Linked DNA regions of Mus musculus: all the other regions are linked to region 3. The links are chromatin contacts, called in public Hi-C, HiCAR-type and promoter capture Hi-C maps. All regions are on one chromosome and are shown on one strand. The core of a region is the stretch at or near the end of the contact, and the rest is flanking DNA. Distances in the headings are between cores, read along the strand shown. Region 1 has its middle 180 kb from the start of Gm41013. Region 2 has its middle 130 kb from the start of Gm41013. Region 3 holds the start of Vcan (versican). Region 4 has its middle 130 kb from the start of Gm35111. Region 5 has its middle 190 kb from the start of Gm35111.

Region 1 (2,700 bases), core at 69-2,568, 600 kb before region 3:
CAAAGTCTGTCACTGGCCTAGATCTCACCAGTAGGCTGATCAGGCTGGTAAGTGAGCCCCGGGAATGTGCCTGCAGCTCTCCCACTCTGGGATTATATCACATTTTTTTCCACGTGGTTTCTGAGGCTGATACTTGTATCCTTATACGTGCACACCATTCACTTTACCAACTGAACTATCACCCCAGGCCTGTTTGTAGCTTTTATATGGAAGAAAAGCTGCTCTCCTGTCTGATATCTGTAAGAAAGTTTATGTCAGACAAAACCACGGATGTTTGCTTAGTTAGGGACTTCTCGAAGGTTCTTAATCAGTCTCAAGTGTGTACATTTCCTAAGTCTATCTAATCACTGGGCGGCTTATCTACTCTGGACCAGTGTTCAGTATCTATATGTTAATGCATAAATACTTGGGAAATGCTTACCAAACCCCTTGCCAAAGACCTACCACAAATGGTTTTGATCATTTTCTCAGCTCTCAGTTTTATTCAACCACTTAAGTGTGTGTGCGCATGCATACACGCACATGCACACACACACACACACACACACACACACACACGTACAGGCAGAATGAAGTCATTTGCTGATTACCCTAAGTGATGTGCCACAATATACTGAATAATTAGGACAGTTCTGTTCTTATTGCTGCGTGAGCAGACCCAGAAATGCACATTGTGTTAATCAGGAAAATACATCTCAGCCGTACATTAACATCTGAATGAGTGAAGACCAAAAAGCACACTAAAACATGCAACGATAAGAGATGGGAGAAGGGCAAAGGCAAAAGCAACCCACTCTCCACAGGAAAAATAAATTAAGTGTCTGAAGAGTTTGTTGTTCCAAACTTGCATTAATTATTTTATCTTTCCTTTTTGACGAATATAAAACCTGTTACAGTATAAAAATATAAAAAAATGTTCTTGATTCTATTCTAGGAGGTCATTCACTTATTCTCGGGGTATCAGATGGGAATGTGGGGGTATAGTGTGCTGAATTAGCTAGGAGAAACAGTAGGGTATTTTTTTTAATGTTACTTTCAGCAGCCTAACTTTCTCCAGTTGTGTCTCTAGGGAAAGGACTACCCTAACTTCTCCAACATTCCTTTGCTATACATCATGGGATTTATATACTGTTGACAATTGGCTGAATCCCAGGTATCCACACCAATGCACAATTCCTAGAAAATTCAGCCTGTGACGTTTTTGAAGCTGTTTTCTGCTTTTCCCTGGGGAACGTGGTCAGCCATATTAATTGGAATTGGCTCCCTTTGCTCTTCTTTTGCAATACCAATGTTCTGAACAGCACAGATATAGGAAACTTAAAGACAGTCCCAAAGGATGGATGCAACAGCCTAGCCCTGTGCTGTATGTGATGAGTCCAAGCAGCTTCCTCCTCTCTCTCCTAGGAATATTAATTAGCAACAATAGCTGTTTCACTTGCAGTTACCAGGAACAATAATCTCATAAACAATTCCCAACATACATTTGGGTAGGCTAATACAAATAGAAATCTTACAAATTGAGTTAATGGCACAAGATTCTTGAAAAGAAGTTGAACAAATGCATTAACAAAATTATAGATTTCTTAGAGTTGTAAAAAATAGAGTTATAGTGTACTCAGTTAGGAGGATAATAGAAATGTGTGGCTCTCTAGAGTGGCCTCAATAGCCACTTAGTACTGGTTTAACTGTCTCTTCCATGATAAATATAAAACTGTTTATATTTAATTTAAGCCTTAGTGGAAAAATGAAAATACAAGAAACAACTTTTTCCTGTATACTGCAGTATTTAAACATTGTCCAACTAAGCAATTGATGTCAGCAACAGGAAATGAGCCTCTTCTCGTCCTAGGCTTCTACTACACATTGAAGTGGGTAAAGGCAACCTGTTAGACTCTCAAAAAAACACACATGAAGAATGAATCTGAGTTAAATAACTTTCATGAATTAGAAGCTCATTATTGGTCTCTGATTGTTTTAAACATTTCCTTCATTTCTGCTTCCAAATGTACCCAAGACTACCCTTACAAAAACTGTGTCCATAACTATAAAATAAATACATTAGGCTTACTTATTATACCAGTAACATAGAATCAAGCCTCTAGAATTAATGCCATTAGCTTCTAATATAAAGAAGTCAGTTATTGACTTAAAGATCAATAGTAAAATTCTCATGAAAGAAAATTTTATTGGTGTTTATACTTTTAATTTTTCTCTTTCTTGAAACCAGATATTTACAAAAGAACTTAAAAAACATATTCAACCTTCTTCTGCTATAAAATAGCTATTTATAATACACACATATTGTTCTGATTTTGTGAAGGAAATGAAAGGAACAGAAAACATTGTTTCCACACTTACAGGTAATATATTCAAAGCATGTAAGAAACCATAAATGGCCAGTGAATCAAAAGAACTGCTAAGATTTAATGATTTGATAAACAGAACCAGCAGATTGTTATCATTCCTACATTGTCAGAATTAATCCATTGGCTGAAAATCTTGAAAGGTTATAGAATAAAATAAGATACTAAAATAAGATACAATCTCTGTTACTATGGCAGAAACAGTAGGTTGTCTGTGCTTCAGGCACAGTGAGTTGTTCTACCTGGTATTTCTTCTCAAAATCCAGGAAGTTCCTCTCAAAGGGAAAATAACCAGCTGCTTTTTGTATTCTCTAAACACAAAAGATGAGTCTATGCT
Region 2 (2,700 bases), core at 80-2,579, 550 kb before region 3:
ATTTTGGGAACATCTGGCCCTTTACAGAAGCGACAAATGCTCTCAACTACTGAGCCATTTCTCTATCTTCAGAATTACAGCTTTCAGACTGAACTTCACCTTAGGTAACAGTACTATGAATCAAGGTCATAGTCTAAGCAAGCCAGTTGAGTTAAATCCCTTACCCCAGAAATAACACCTGAAGGTAGGCATTTTCTTTTCCCCAGTTTTGAGATGAGGAGTCTGAGGCCAATGACAAAGCTGAGCTTGGACTCAGTCATGATTTAGGTGTTTAGACTTAGTCAGGGTTTTTGATTGCTTATACAAATCACTGTGACCAAATCAAGGTGGAAGGAAAAGGGTTTATTTGGCTTACACTTCCAGGTCACAATCCATCATTAGAGGAAGTCAGGACAAGAACTCAAGCAGGGCAGGAATCTGGAGGCAGGAGCTGAGGCAGAGGCCATGGAGGGTTGGTGCCTGCCTCCTGGTTTGCCTCCCCTGGCTTGCTCAGCCAGCCTGACTTGGAACCCAGAACTACTAGTCTGAGGATGACACCACCCACAATGGGCTGGATACCTTGGAGGCATTTCCTCATTAGAGACTCCTGTCTCTTGAAGACTCTAGCTTGTGTCAAGCTGACAACAAAGCCAGCCAAATAGCACCATACAAAGAGACACCAGTAAGCCCCTCCACACTAGGGTCCTCCCAAGAAAGCTTCTGACATCTTTACAGACTTTTGGTTTTTTCAGGAAGGCTTCGGTCATTGGCTTCTTCTTATCTTTCACTTGGTTATTTGGTCTGCGGCTTATCCAGCAGTCCCACAGGAGAATCTACTGATTTTTAAGCGCAAGATGCATGAGGAAAGCAGTGACATCATAGAAAAGAGCAGAAAATGAAACTTGCAGATAATTTGTCATTTTAGCCTGCAAATGAATGTATAAACGTGCTTGGTACGTTCCAAAGCAGGGATTTTGAAATTGCAATATATGCGAGCATTCCCAGGAAAGGTTATTTCCCAGCTTCCCCTGTAACATACTAATAGAGCATATCTGGGGGCTTGTCCAGGACCATCCTCTTTAAAGCAACCCCCAGTGACCTGGATGCAGGTGGTTCAAGGGGCGCATCTGGTGAAACATGTTTGTAAATGCAGAGTTTGGCAAGGAGAACTAGCAAATCCCAAAAGAATAGTCGAGTTTTGTCAGGATATTAATTCAAAACACCTGGGTGGAAGCTTATTAGCGCTTTTCGCTTTCTGGCTAATTCACAAGCGCTGGGACCAGGAACATGATTGAAAGGAACGTGAGGGAGGAAGGAGAGAGAAAGAAAGGGGTGGAGGCAATTAAAACCACCTTGAAGCAGAGAATTGTTTCCTAAAGGACAAAAAGGGCTCAAGGCACCCTCCTTAGCTTCCAAGGTTCCCTAATTGGCTGTTGTGGCTCTCATTTTACCCCAGGGAGGTTAATGGAAGCAAGAAAAAGGCAGAGGATGCTACATCATTTAAAATGGGAACAAAAGAGGGCAAGCTCATTTTCCTGAGGGGGAAGCCTCTTGGCGTCCTCTTTCCCCAGGTCCTTCTCATACCTTCTTTCTCTATATAAACACCGCCCCCTCTTCTTTTTCTTGTCTGTCTCAGAGGGACCAATAAACATGGGTTGTCTGGACAAGCAGTGAGTGCTTTATTACTAATTATCCAGGGGAAAATCCAACAGCTTAGATTTTTTTTTCCTGTAAAGTGATATTGTGCAATTGTGGGTGGTAGCTTTAACCTGCTGAATTACATTTTCTTGGAGACGTACATGAGGATATTCTAAATATCTTTTCAATCAAGCATCTAAGTCATTTTTATTGTAATACTTGAGCATTATATGACATGCATTAACTGTGTATATAATAGACAACATGCTTTTCACTGAACTAAGTAATTTAAGGTAATTTCAGCATACAGTGCGGCATGGTGATTAAGACTTCCTGGCTTCAGTCCTAACCATGCAAATTGCTAGCTGTGTGACCTTCCTTTACATCTTTTGAGATACAAGTACTAATCTGTAAAATTGAGATAATAATAGGATCTTCCTCAGCACACACACTCGGTGGGTTGCTGGGCCACCAAACGATGCAGTGTATGGAATAGTGAATCTCTCACATTAAATCTACTGTAATATTTGCCTCTGTTTTTTTGTCTTTCTTTCCTAAGGTATTTATGTTTGGCATTTTAGTTTAGTTTTATGTTTAATCTGAACAAAATTGCCAGAAAGATAGAGAAGTAGAAAAAGAAAAACCATCGGAAACAAGGGGGCATTTATTCATTACTGTTGTATGTTCAAAGTTGATAATTTACCAGACAGGACAATGAATACTTATCCAAAGAAAAAGACACACATCTTAAGAACCAAACAGAAGATTGTTATCAATCACTCAAGTGGCTCAAAGACTCAAAGACTGTGAGATACTGAATGTGGATTAGAAGTGTACTCTCTACTTCTGAATGGTTTTCTACTTCTACTCTGCAAACATTTACCTGTGTCATAGATTTATCTCTTTACTCAGACAGGTGTGTGTGTGTGTGTGTGTGTGTGTAGCTCTCTGTTTGTGTCTGTGTGTGTGTGTATAAGGGGCAGGGGGAATAGAACAAATTTGAATAAGCAGGAATAGTAAGAGCTTTAAAGTTCTCTGCACCAGGTAACGCTCTGAGTGGAAATGTTGGTGACAGCAAGTTTC
Region 3 (2,847 bases), core at 268-2,767:
AAGATGTGGCTCTCATTCTGCACAATATATGGGATGAAATTTCAGTTTTAGTAATGGCAGTACAATCGTCGCATAAAGGTTAAATAAGTCACTGTAAGCCAAACTGATTTCGAAATGGCCCGTAGTACAGTTAAGTCACTCACTACAGTGAGTGTAAGTAAAAGGACACATGAAATACACACCGGGGGATGAAATTGTACTGATAATCCTACCACATGTTTATCACTTAAGATCTATGATCATATTGAATCTACAAACCTTAGAAAAGGAGCCCACATGCAGAAGGGTCTAGGTTACAACTTTAGAACTGTGGTTGGCAGCCAATCTAATTAAAGAAATCCAGGGTAAAGACAAACTCTCTGCGTTAATCACTACCGTTTCTGAAGCCCTGTGTTTGATGTCATTCTCTAAGCAAAACATTCAGAGTCAATAATTACAAGGATATTTCCATATTGGTGTAGGAGGAAAAGTTTGTAATTGTTTCAGTACCCTGAGAGTTACTTCGACATGTCTTGCGAACTTATTTTGTCCTCTCTCTAGAAACTCATACTAGACTTCAACGTAACGGAAAATTCAAAGTCGCCCTTTTGTGAGGGTCAGAAATCCTTTGTATTAACTGTTTGACCCTTTGCTCTTTAAGGTCCTAATGGAGTCTTTTGTGATTCAGTGAAGGGTGTGCTTCTCTATATTGATGTTGTTTACATCGATGGATAAGCCTGAGTAGGGGAAAAAAAAAATTGCGAACGTGAAAGATTCCATTTCCAGACAACATGGAAAGACTGGTAAGTCAAAGAAATCTGAGTTAGGCAGAAAATTCTGCAAGATATCCTGTGAAAGACAGAGGTATGGAAGAAGGAAGGAAGCGAAATACATTTAAGGAAAGACGCGGATTTGTGTCAGAGAAAGGATTCTCTTTGAATGGGACAAGGGATTGCTTGGGGGGATTTCCTGTCCAACCCTTTATTGCCAGGGTCTTTGTGTAGGGCCTGATGCCGCGGGCTCCCCATTGGGCAGTTCCCTAGGGAGAGCAGTCACGAAAAGCTTTTGCGTCTCCCTGGGGCTTGGGATCTCACTTTCTCAGTATCTCTTTCAGGTTGGCAGGAGCATTGAGCCTGACACCTCTTCTGATGGGACGAGCAAGCTCCGTGGTCGCATTAAACACATTATACGCAAGTTCTTGGCTGATGTTATAGAGTCCCGTCCGCTCCTAAGGACTGACCATACTTAATTGCTCTGTGCTTGCTGGCCGCAGCAGAGCCTGGGGACTCCTTTCCCCTAATTCAGAAGTAGCAGCCCAGGGCGGGGAAGAGGGGGTGGGGTGGGGATGGGTGGGAAGGCAGTTGTTTGAGACTGCACAGCGAGGTGGTACCGAGTCGTTGAATGAGGAGCACGGATTCCCCCCACCCCCAGCCGATTGGTACTTCTCATCAGGAAGAAACGCTGAGAGGTGGGAGTGCCTGGCCAGGGAGGCAGGCGGTCCCTACCGCAGGCTGAGGGAGCTCCTTTCCGCCCCTCCGCCTGTTTCCAAGCTTGGGCTCTTTGGAGTGACTGAGCTACGGAGCTCTTCAGGAGCCTGTGAATGAACCCTCCTCCTCCTCTCCCTCCTCCTTCTCGCTGAGTCTCCTCCTCGGCTCTGACGGTACAGTGATATAATGACGGTGGGTGTCACAACCCGCATTTGAACTTGCAGGCGAGCTGCCCCGAGCCTTTCTGGGCGAAGAACTCAAGGAGCGCGGGCGCAGCAGCTGTGAGCATTAGGTGCTGTGGCCAAGCGCTGGGACAAGGATCTGCCGCTACCAGCGCATCCTCTCTCCTCTCCAGCTCTGTCCCGCACTCGCTGCACCCTTCCCCAGGCCACCGCGCTTCCTATGTGATCTTCCGGGGCAACGCGGAGCCCTTTCTCACAGCTCAGCAGTGAATTTCCACCCCGAAAACTGCAGTAAGCCGCCTTTCAAGGTAATCACTTTTCTTTTGTTCCCCCATTTAAAAGAAAGAGGGAAAACTTGTTGGGAAAAGAAAACCGTCCAGCTTAGTAGGGGGAAAGACTCACATTGTAATTGGAAGAGGGCTTTAATTAAAGCCAAGAGGACTAGCTGTAAGGCGAAGTTAGAAAAATGTGCGCACTTTCAAACATGAAGGTAACTTGTTAAAGAGATGAATTCAGATAGACCTTGGTGCTGAAAAAGAGCTAGACAAAAGAAGTCCGGGGTGGGGTAGAGGAAAAGGACAAACCGAATAGGGGGAAGGGATTTTGTAGCGAAATCCTAGAAAAGTCCTGCTATCTTGAGTTGGAGGAATGGAATGGACTCCTCACACCTTGATTTTGTTCTCTTTAAAGTGGTCGAGGCAAAAGTTTGAATGGAGAGTCCCCAAACTTGCCCAAATGCAAGCCCCTGAAACCACCTTAGGGCAGACCACCTGGTTTCCTGGCTCCGTGTGTGTGGTCAGTATCTTTGGTTCCTGGAAAGTCACCTCTGGGCAGCTCCTGACAAGGCAGCAGGATACTTTAGCGGCCCAGGACCTGCACGGACATGACCCTTTCCCCCAACCCCTCAGGCAATGTGGGAGGCTATCTGGCAGGGGTTGGGTAGGGTCCTGGGGCTGCTTTTCTTTGATGACTTGAGGGCTGTCAAAGCTCTCTCACGTTGCCCCTGTGTTCTTTTGTCCTGCGCGTGGTGCTCCCGAGCCAGCCGGGAAGGCGCATTGGATGGGGGTGGGGTTGTTGGAACACCGTAGAGGTCTGGGAGGCTCCTGGGCGGGAAAGCTTTCCCTGAACTGGAGGGGTGTGCAGTATCTCCCCCCTCGCTCTGGAAAACGAAATGAAGGCTTGTCCCCCAATCTTTACTA
Region 4 (2,700 bases), core at 52-2,551, 680 kb before region 3:
TCCAGCATATAGTGGTGCAGATTACATTACCACTCCAAAAAAAGGAGAAATGAGGACACAGTGTGAAAATACTCAAACAAAGCAAGACTAAAACCCAAGAGGGCAAACTACAAATCCTGTAGTTTTACATCCAGTGTCAACAGGCTCAGATAGCTCTGCCCTTGTAGCTTGGCTGATTACAAGACACATCTCTTTTATGGGCTGCCTGCACTCCCTGTATGTAGCTTCCTTGAAAGTGTCCTACAGACCCGAGGACTCCAACATCTTGGATTCTCCAATGCAACCCTGGCTACATGTCTAAAACTACATACACTGGCCCCTCAGGGCCTTTATGCAGGGACTCCTCTGCCACATGCCTGGATTCAGCAGCTCCTTTAAACAGTTCAGCAAGATTCCATGATCCCTTTCCTCTTGTAGGCTTCATGGCTCTGAACTCAGTACCACTTGGACAACATAACAAAGTTTAGCTATTAACTTGGAGCAAACTCTGGCCCTCTTGAAACACACTTGGAACAATTTTGGTTTTTCTTAACAATGATCTAAACCATTTCTCCCTTTTTGGGACTTAGGCTCTGGAATGGAAACTATGAGATATGCTGTGATCATAGATTACTCTATTATTATCTAGAGCTGTCCAAGTAGGAAGCTAGCCACTCTAGCCAGAAGGCAAAAAACATCCAAATAGAAGTCTTGTCATCTGAGGCTGAGTAGCTCATCTCCAGCTTCCCTGTCTGGAGAATACCTCTGTTTTCCTTCAGTTCTTATAAAAACTAAACACACACATACATGGATATAGATAGATAGATAGATAGATAGATAGATAGATAGATAGATAGATAGATAGAAACACATATATACACACATACATGTATACACATACATACATATACACACATATGCATACATATATATACTGAAAACACACACACATATATACATATATACAGATATATATGTATATGTGTGTATACACACACACACATATATATATATACTTATACAAACATACACTGAACACACACATATACATATTCACACGTACATATGCACACACACACATCATCCAAAAACAGTCTTAGCATTTTCTTTTCTTTCACACTAATCTTAAGAACCATGTTTGAAAACTGTACAAAGGACAAATGGAACAAAGATAACCTCCTTTATGGTCAATATACAAGAAGACATTTAGGAAAAATGTCGGTCCAATCACCACTGGCTTTATTAAATAAGGGATCCCCAACACAGCCACAATCATACTCACTTCCTCAATGAGTGTCTGAGTGTAAGCAGAGACAGAGCCTCCTTTGTTTAAAGGAGACTTTGTGAACTCAGCCGCAGGTCCCCAGACGCCTCTAAGTCCTCTGTTCTGAACATGTAATTAATTCATAAGAAGCCAGGTACCGTAGAAGCTGGAGTCTGACAGTAGATTCATTCAGTACCAGCCAGATGTGAAAAGCTTTCAAAGGGGCAGAAAGGCAGTCCTATTGCCCAGGGAAGCAGGAAACTGTAAGCTCTGCTTTGCAGCCTTACCATCACCTGGTAATGCCATTTCTAATGTATTTGAGTCTGACCTAACAGTTGCAGATGTCTTTTCTTTTCTGAAAAACCAAAGGTCATTGATTAACCCAGGGCAAAGAGGAAGTCTCTACTTGAAATTTTAAGATTTTCAGCCCAAGATAACATAAAAACTATTTGGGAGGAAATGTTTCTGTTGGTTATATATTGCTATTTAATGCCATTTTTTAAAAAGTCTGATAAAGTTTTCAGGAAATAAAAGAAAACATTTTTTAAAAGCCTGCATGTTATCTTTTCAGAATATTTGCTGTATGGGCAAAGTTGACAAAAGCGTGTTTTTCTTAGAAGACTTCATCATCTTCTCACTGGTGTTAGCTCCATCCAATCACCATCCGCAATGTGGTGTGGAAGATGTTTCTATCATTTAAAATAAGAGAGAGTTGAGAGGGCTATTTCTTGAAAGAAATTCATCCCAAATGATATGCTGCCTTGACACCAGAATGAGCAATACTGAAATCATGTGATTAACATGAAGATTCTCATGGGGGATCTCAAACCAGCTGAGCAAAAGTAAGCCTAGGATTTTTGTTTAAATTCACGTGAAAAATAATTTAAACAGTTTTATCGCACTGTGAACACATTGAGAACTACATGTTTAGTTTGGTTGTTTAATAATCTAACATAATTGTTGACCCAGTAAATAAAGGGTCATTTGTGCGTTACTTTGTATTTGGCCACAGGCAGAGGTCATCTACATTAATACATTGAATTCTGGTGATATAATTTCGAGTAGCCTGTTCTAGGCGTAAGGTTTTAATGTAAGTAACTTGGAAGTCTTTTCAGATAGTTAAAGAAGAACGAGGTAAACATTTAATTGCCTTCCCATCAGCATTGGGAGTCTCCTGCTTAGTATCCACCTAAAAGTCATTCACCTTTGCCTGGAACATATTTGTCTATAGGCAGGTCATCACTCTGCATTGCTAGGCGGTCCTCCCTCATATTTCATGTGCTTTCAAACTCCTTGGCCTCCAGGCATTTGGAGATTGTCTGTGCATTTTCCTGTGATAAGAGCTAGACTTCAAAGTCTATTATGATATCTTCACAGACTATAAGAGACTACTTCTTCCCTTCAAACAAATCAGCTTGGGAGGAAGCCAGGCCATTGTAACTATGAAGGCACTGTCC
Region 5 (2,726 bases), core at 223-2,722, 620 kb before region 3:
GTGGAAAGAACTAAACACCAGTCTTCTCGTCCAGCTTCTGTGTCTAAGAAATGACGTAATGCTAGCCAGGCACTTCAGTCTCTCTAGAACCCCATCCTCACATTTTGAAATAATGGGGTTGGAAGGCAGAACCCCCCCAAGGCTCGCCAGCTTGGAGCCAGAGTCAAAGTCACTTAGAAATGTAGATACACAGGGCTAGGACAAACATTCTATTCAATAGCCCCAAATATATCACAGACTCAATGCTTGTCTTTTCTTTCTTTGTTTCTTCCTTTTTTCTTTCTCTCCTTCTTTTTTCTTTTCTTTCTTTCTCTCTCTCTCTCTCTTTCTTTCTTTCTTTCTTTCTTTTTTGCAGAGTTACAAACCTCTGAATACATCTCAAAAAGCACAGTTAAGACAAAATTTAAAAATAAGCAATTAGTATTTTCAAAAAGAATCTTTTGTTCATTATCTGTCACTGAATGGTGCCCTGTAGATAAGTTTAACCACTTGTGGATGATACTTTTTACTCCATTAAGATATTGCATGTATTACCAATCCACTGCCTCCACTGCCAAGGGTCACAGACAGTCCTGTCAGCACAAACTTCTTGTGCTATAGTGACAGAGATGGGCCACATGTACAGGACACTGTTACGAAGCACGCTGTCACTTTTGAACAAAACCTGACAGTGTTTGAGGTAAGGGCTCACTTCATCCACTCTTCAGTTCTGCATACATTGTTCAGTAAATGCTTCTCAATGATTTCTTTGTTCACTATCTCCATAAAACACCCAAAAGCATATCTACTATTCATTTGTAAAATATCTATTCTTTACATTTCCTGCTCTGTTACAGTGAAGGCATGGTTAGAAAATTAACTCTTATATTCTGAAAACAGAGCACTGTCTTCAATCCTAAATAAACTATAAACTAAGAGGATTCAAACTTGGCACTCTATTGTCTCTGTCCATCCTTTGACACATGGAAAACCTTTCCAATAAAGTGACAAGCTATAATGCCATGTTTTAAAAGTCTAAAGCAACAACAACAAGAAAAACAAATATAGCCTTGGTATGTGCCAAGTGTTGTTTGAAGAGTTAAACATGTATATAATTAATGCATATGGGATCCAGGAGGAAAAAAATCTGATCAAATAGAAAGGTTTTTAGAAAAATTTAAACACAGAAATATTTGCATTCCAGTCATTCACACTTCTAGACCAAAGATAACAATCTGCTTTCCCCTGAGTGAGTTTTCTTTTGTTGGCTTGTGAATGCTACACTGTAGAAATATACTGTGGATCTGTGGCAAACAGCAGCAAGGCACACTAGGGGCCCAGTCTGCATTTACAATATGCTCATCACATGCCATGTAAAATAGACGCATAGACAGCTAGCTTTCAGGCTTTTAGTAAGACTAATTATATATATTTAGTATGCTCTAGTACTCACTGAATGAATTTAGCATAAGGAATGTGCTATTTGGCACAAAGTGAGGGAATTCAAATATTCATCATGATTCAAAGGAATGGAGAAAGAAAACAGATCCTGAACTGCCCATAAAATTCAGGGAAAGAATAAGTGAGAAGCCAAAATCAAGCTCAATTTTTTTTGTCCCAGCTGTGCTTCAAAGTCAACTCATACTCTTGAGTCCCCCCTTATTTATTTATTTATTTATTTATTTGTTTGTTTGTTTGTTTACTTATTTATTTATTTTTTTGCTCTGTACCAGAATTATATTTATGAGTGTTGCACTGATTAATTTCATGGTTTAGATTGAGCAGGCCATGGGGTAGCTAGATAACCAAGGTAACATGGTTAGTTAATGTATATCAATATACCTCATGAGGGTGACCTGGAAGACTGTCAGTGGAGCTGATGAAACTAGAAAAAGAGATGACCCTTTCCAGGAGAGTGGGAAGCATCAAAATCTTAGAGGATCTGAACAGAACAAAAACAGCAATGGAAGGTGAGTTTCTGCCTGACTGCTTCAACTGTGCCATCTCTCTCCTCTGTCTTCTGCATGGGTCCATCTCAGGCCTTTTGAAACTCTAGAATTGGTATGGGAGGTTCATCAGCTGTCAGGCCTTTATAGCCACACTGTAGACTTTCCCAAATTGTCAGCTCCAACATACTGCATAAACAGCACATACACATGAGCAGCAGCCTCTTCCGCCCCAACAGAAGGTATATTCTGGCTCACGATGCATTGTAGAAGAGAAACCAAGGCAGTTGAGGAGCTTGAAGCACGTGGTCACCTCACATTCTCTATAGCATAAAGAGCTTTAAGCAAATGGTTACCGCAGATTCTCAATAGGAAAGCAAAGATGGAAGAATGGACTCTTTAACTCATTTCTGCTTCTTCATTCATAGGGTTGAGGTCTCCATCACTGGATGGTGTCCCACACTATGGAGAGGCTTCCCACCTCTATTAATGTAAACATGAGAATCCTTCCCAAGGACATCCAGAGGCCCTTCTCTCAAGTGATTCTACATTTTGTCAAGTTGACAAATAACAGTGACCATAGTAGGATGTTAAGTGTGATCATCGTTATAGGTTCAATGTAGTTTGGAAATGTCCCTTTGAGAGGGTTGTGTGGAGAAGTGTGGAAGAGGACATTGCAGTGATGCCACAATACAAGAATGTCTCAACCAGACACTGCTGCCTTTGAGTGGGGCAGATGAACCACGAACCATGGAATGCTACCAAAGACGGGGATTTGGTGTTCCTTAGATCTTCCCAGCT

The links. Promoter capture Hi-C pulls out the DNA fragments that hold promoters and counts their contacts. Hi-C and Micro-C count contacts between places; a contact is called where the count stands out from the background. HiCAR-type assays count read pairs that join an accessible place to other places.
Region 1: a HiCAR-type map of astrocytes shows a contact between it and region 3, with 5 times the contacts expected there. The contact joins the enhancer-like site here to the promoter of Vcan in region 3. A contact is called at or near these places in 14 of 39 promoter capture datasets (the 3T3-L1 cell line, the C10 cell line, the HPC-7 cell line and 9 more), 1 of 15 datasets of contacts at CTCF or cohesin (pro-B cells), 8 of 484 Hi-C or Micro-C datasets (the 3T3-L1 cell line, 3T3-L1-derived adipocytes, the Ba/F3 cell line and 4 more), 8 of 115 datasets of contacts at active chromatin or transcription factors (astrocytes, bone marrow-derived dendritic cells, craniofacial prominence and 5 more) and 3 of 9 other capture datasets (embryonic stem cells, liver and macrophages).
Region 2: a contact with region 3 is called in a promoter capture Hi-C map of second pharyngeal arch cranial neural crest, with 4 times the contacts expected there. The contact joins the enhancer-like site here to the promoter of Vcan in region 3. A contact is called at or near these places in 10 of 39 promoter capture datasets (the 3T3-L1 cell line, the C10 cell line, the HPC-7 cell line and 7 more), 1 of 484 Hi-C or Micro-C datasets (bone marrow-derived macrophages), 11 of 115 datasets of contacts at active chromatin or transcription factors (astrocytes, bone marrow-derived macrophages, cardiomyocytes and 8 more) and 1 of 9 other capture datasets (adipose tissue).
Region 4: a Hi-C map of the N1E-115 cell line shows a contact between it and region 3, with 4 times the contacts expected there. The contact joins the enhancer-like site here to the promoter of Vcan in region 3. A contact is called at or near these places in 5 of 39 promoter capture datasets (the 3T3-L1 cell line, the C10 cell line, cranial neural crest and 2 more), 4 of 484 Hi-C or Micro-C datasets (the N1E-115 cell line, nephron progenitors and uterus) and 7 of 115 datasets of contacts at active chromatin or transcription factors (cardiomyocytes, differentiating embryonic stem cells, embryonic forebrain and 3 more).
Region 5: a promoter capture Hi-C map of 3T3-L1-derived adipocytes shows a contact between it and region 3, with 4 times the contacts expected there. The contact joins the enhancer-like site here to the promoter of Vcan in region 3. A contact is called at or near these places in 11 of 39 promoter capture datasets (the 3T3-L1 cell line, 3T3-L1-derived adipocytes, the C10 cell line and 7 more), 5 of 484 Hi-C or Micro-C datasets (the 3T3-L1 cell line, 3T3-L1-derived adipocytes, adipose-derived mesenchymal stem cells and 2 more), 9 of 115 datasets of contacts at active chromatin or transcription factors (cardiomyocytes, craniofacial prominence, embryonic basal ganglia and 6 more) and 1 of 9 other capture datasets (adipose tissue).

What each region holds. Positions count from the first base shown.
Region 1 is chr13:90,339,424-90,342,123 of GRCm38.p6, reverse strand. No RefSeq gene overlaps it. Among named protein-coding and RNA genes, the nearest start is that of Gm41013, 180 kb to the right of the region's middle. Within about 2 kb of position 1,318, at least 7 of the 459 cell types and tissues checked have an H3K27ac peak or open chromatin away from gene starts, as enhancers often do.
Region 2 is chr13:90,293,165-90,295,864 of GRCm38.p6, reverse strand. No RefSeq gene overlaps it. Among named protein-coding and RNA genes, the nearest start is that of Gm41013, 130 kb to the right of the region's middle. Within about 2 kb of position 1,329, at least 15 of the 459 cell types and tissues checked have an H3K27ac peak or open chromatin away from gene starts, as enhancers often do. A contact at or near this core is called in neural tube and second pharyngeal arch cranial neural crest, where this site is marked.
Region 3 is chr13:89,741,182-89,744,028 of GRCm38.p6, reverse strand. Vcan (versican) reads left to right here and starts at 1,517. Exons shown (of 15, transcript NM_001081249.1): 1 at 1,517-1,956. All of the region lies in intron 1 of Gm4117 (a long non-coding RNA gene), which reads right to left.
Region 4 is chr13:90,419,807-90,422,506 of GRCm38.p6, reverse strand. No RefSeq gene overlaps it. Among named protein-coding and RNA genes, the nearest start is that of Gm35111, 130 kb to the left of the region's middle. Within about 2 kb of position 1,301, at least 34 of the 459 cell types and tissues checked have an H3K27ac peak or open chromatin away from gene starts, as enhancers often do. A contact at or near this core is called in the N1E-115 cell line and embryonic limb bud, where this site is marked.
Region 5 is chr13:90,356,982-90,359,707 of GRCm38.p6, reverse strand. No RefSeq gene overlaps it. Among named protein-coding and RNA genes, the nearest start is that of Gm35111, 190 kb to the left of the region's middle. Within about 2 kb of position 1,472, at least 25 of the 459 cell types and tissues checked have an H3K27ac peak or open chromatin away from gene starts, as enhancers often do. A contact at or near this core is called in 3T3-L1-derived adipocytes and embryonic basal ganglia, where this site is marked.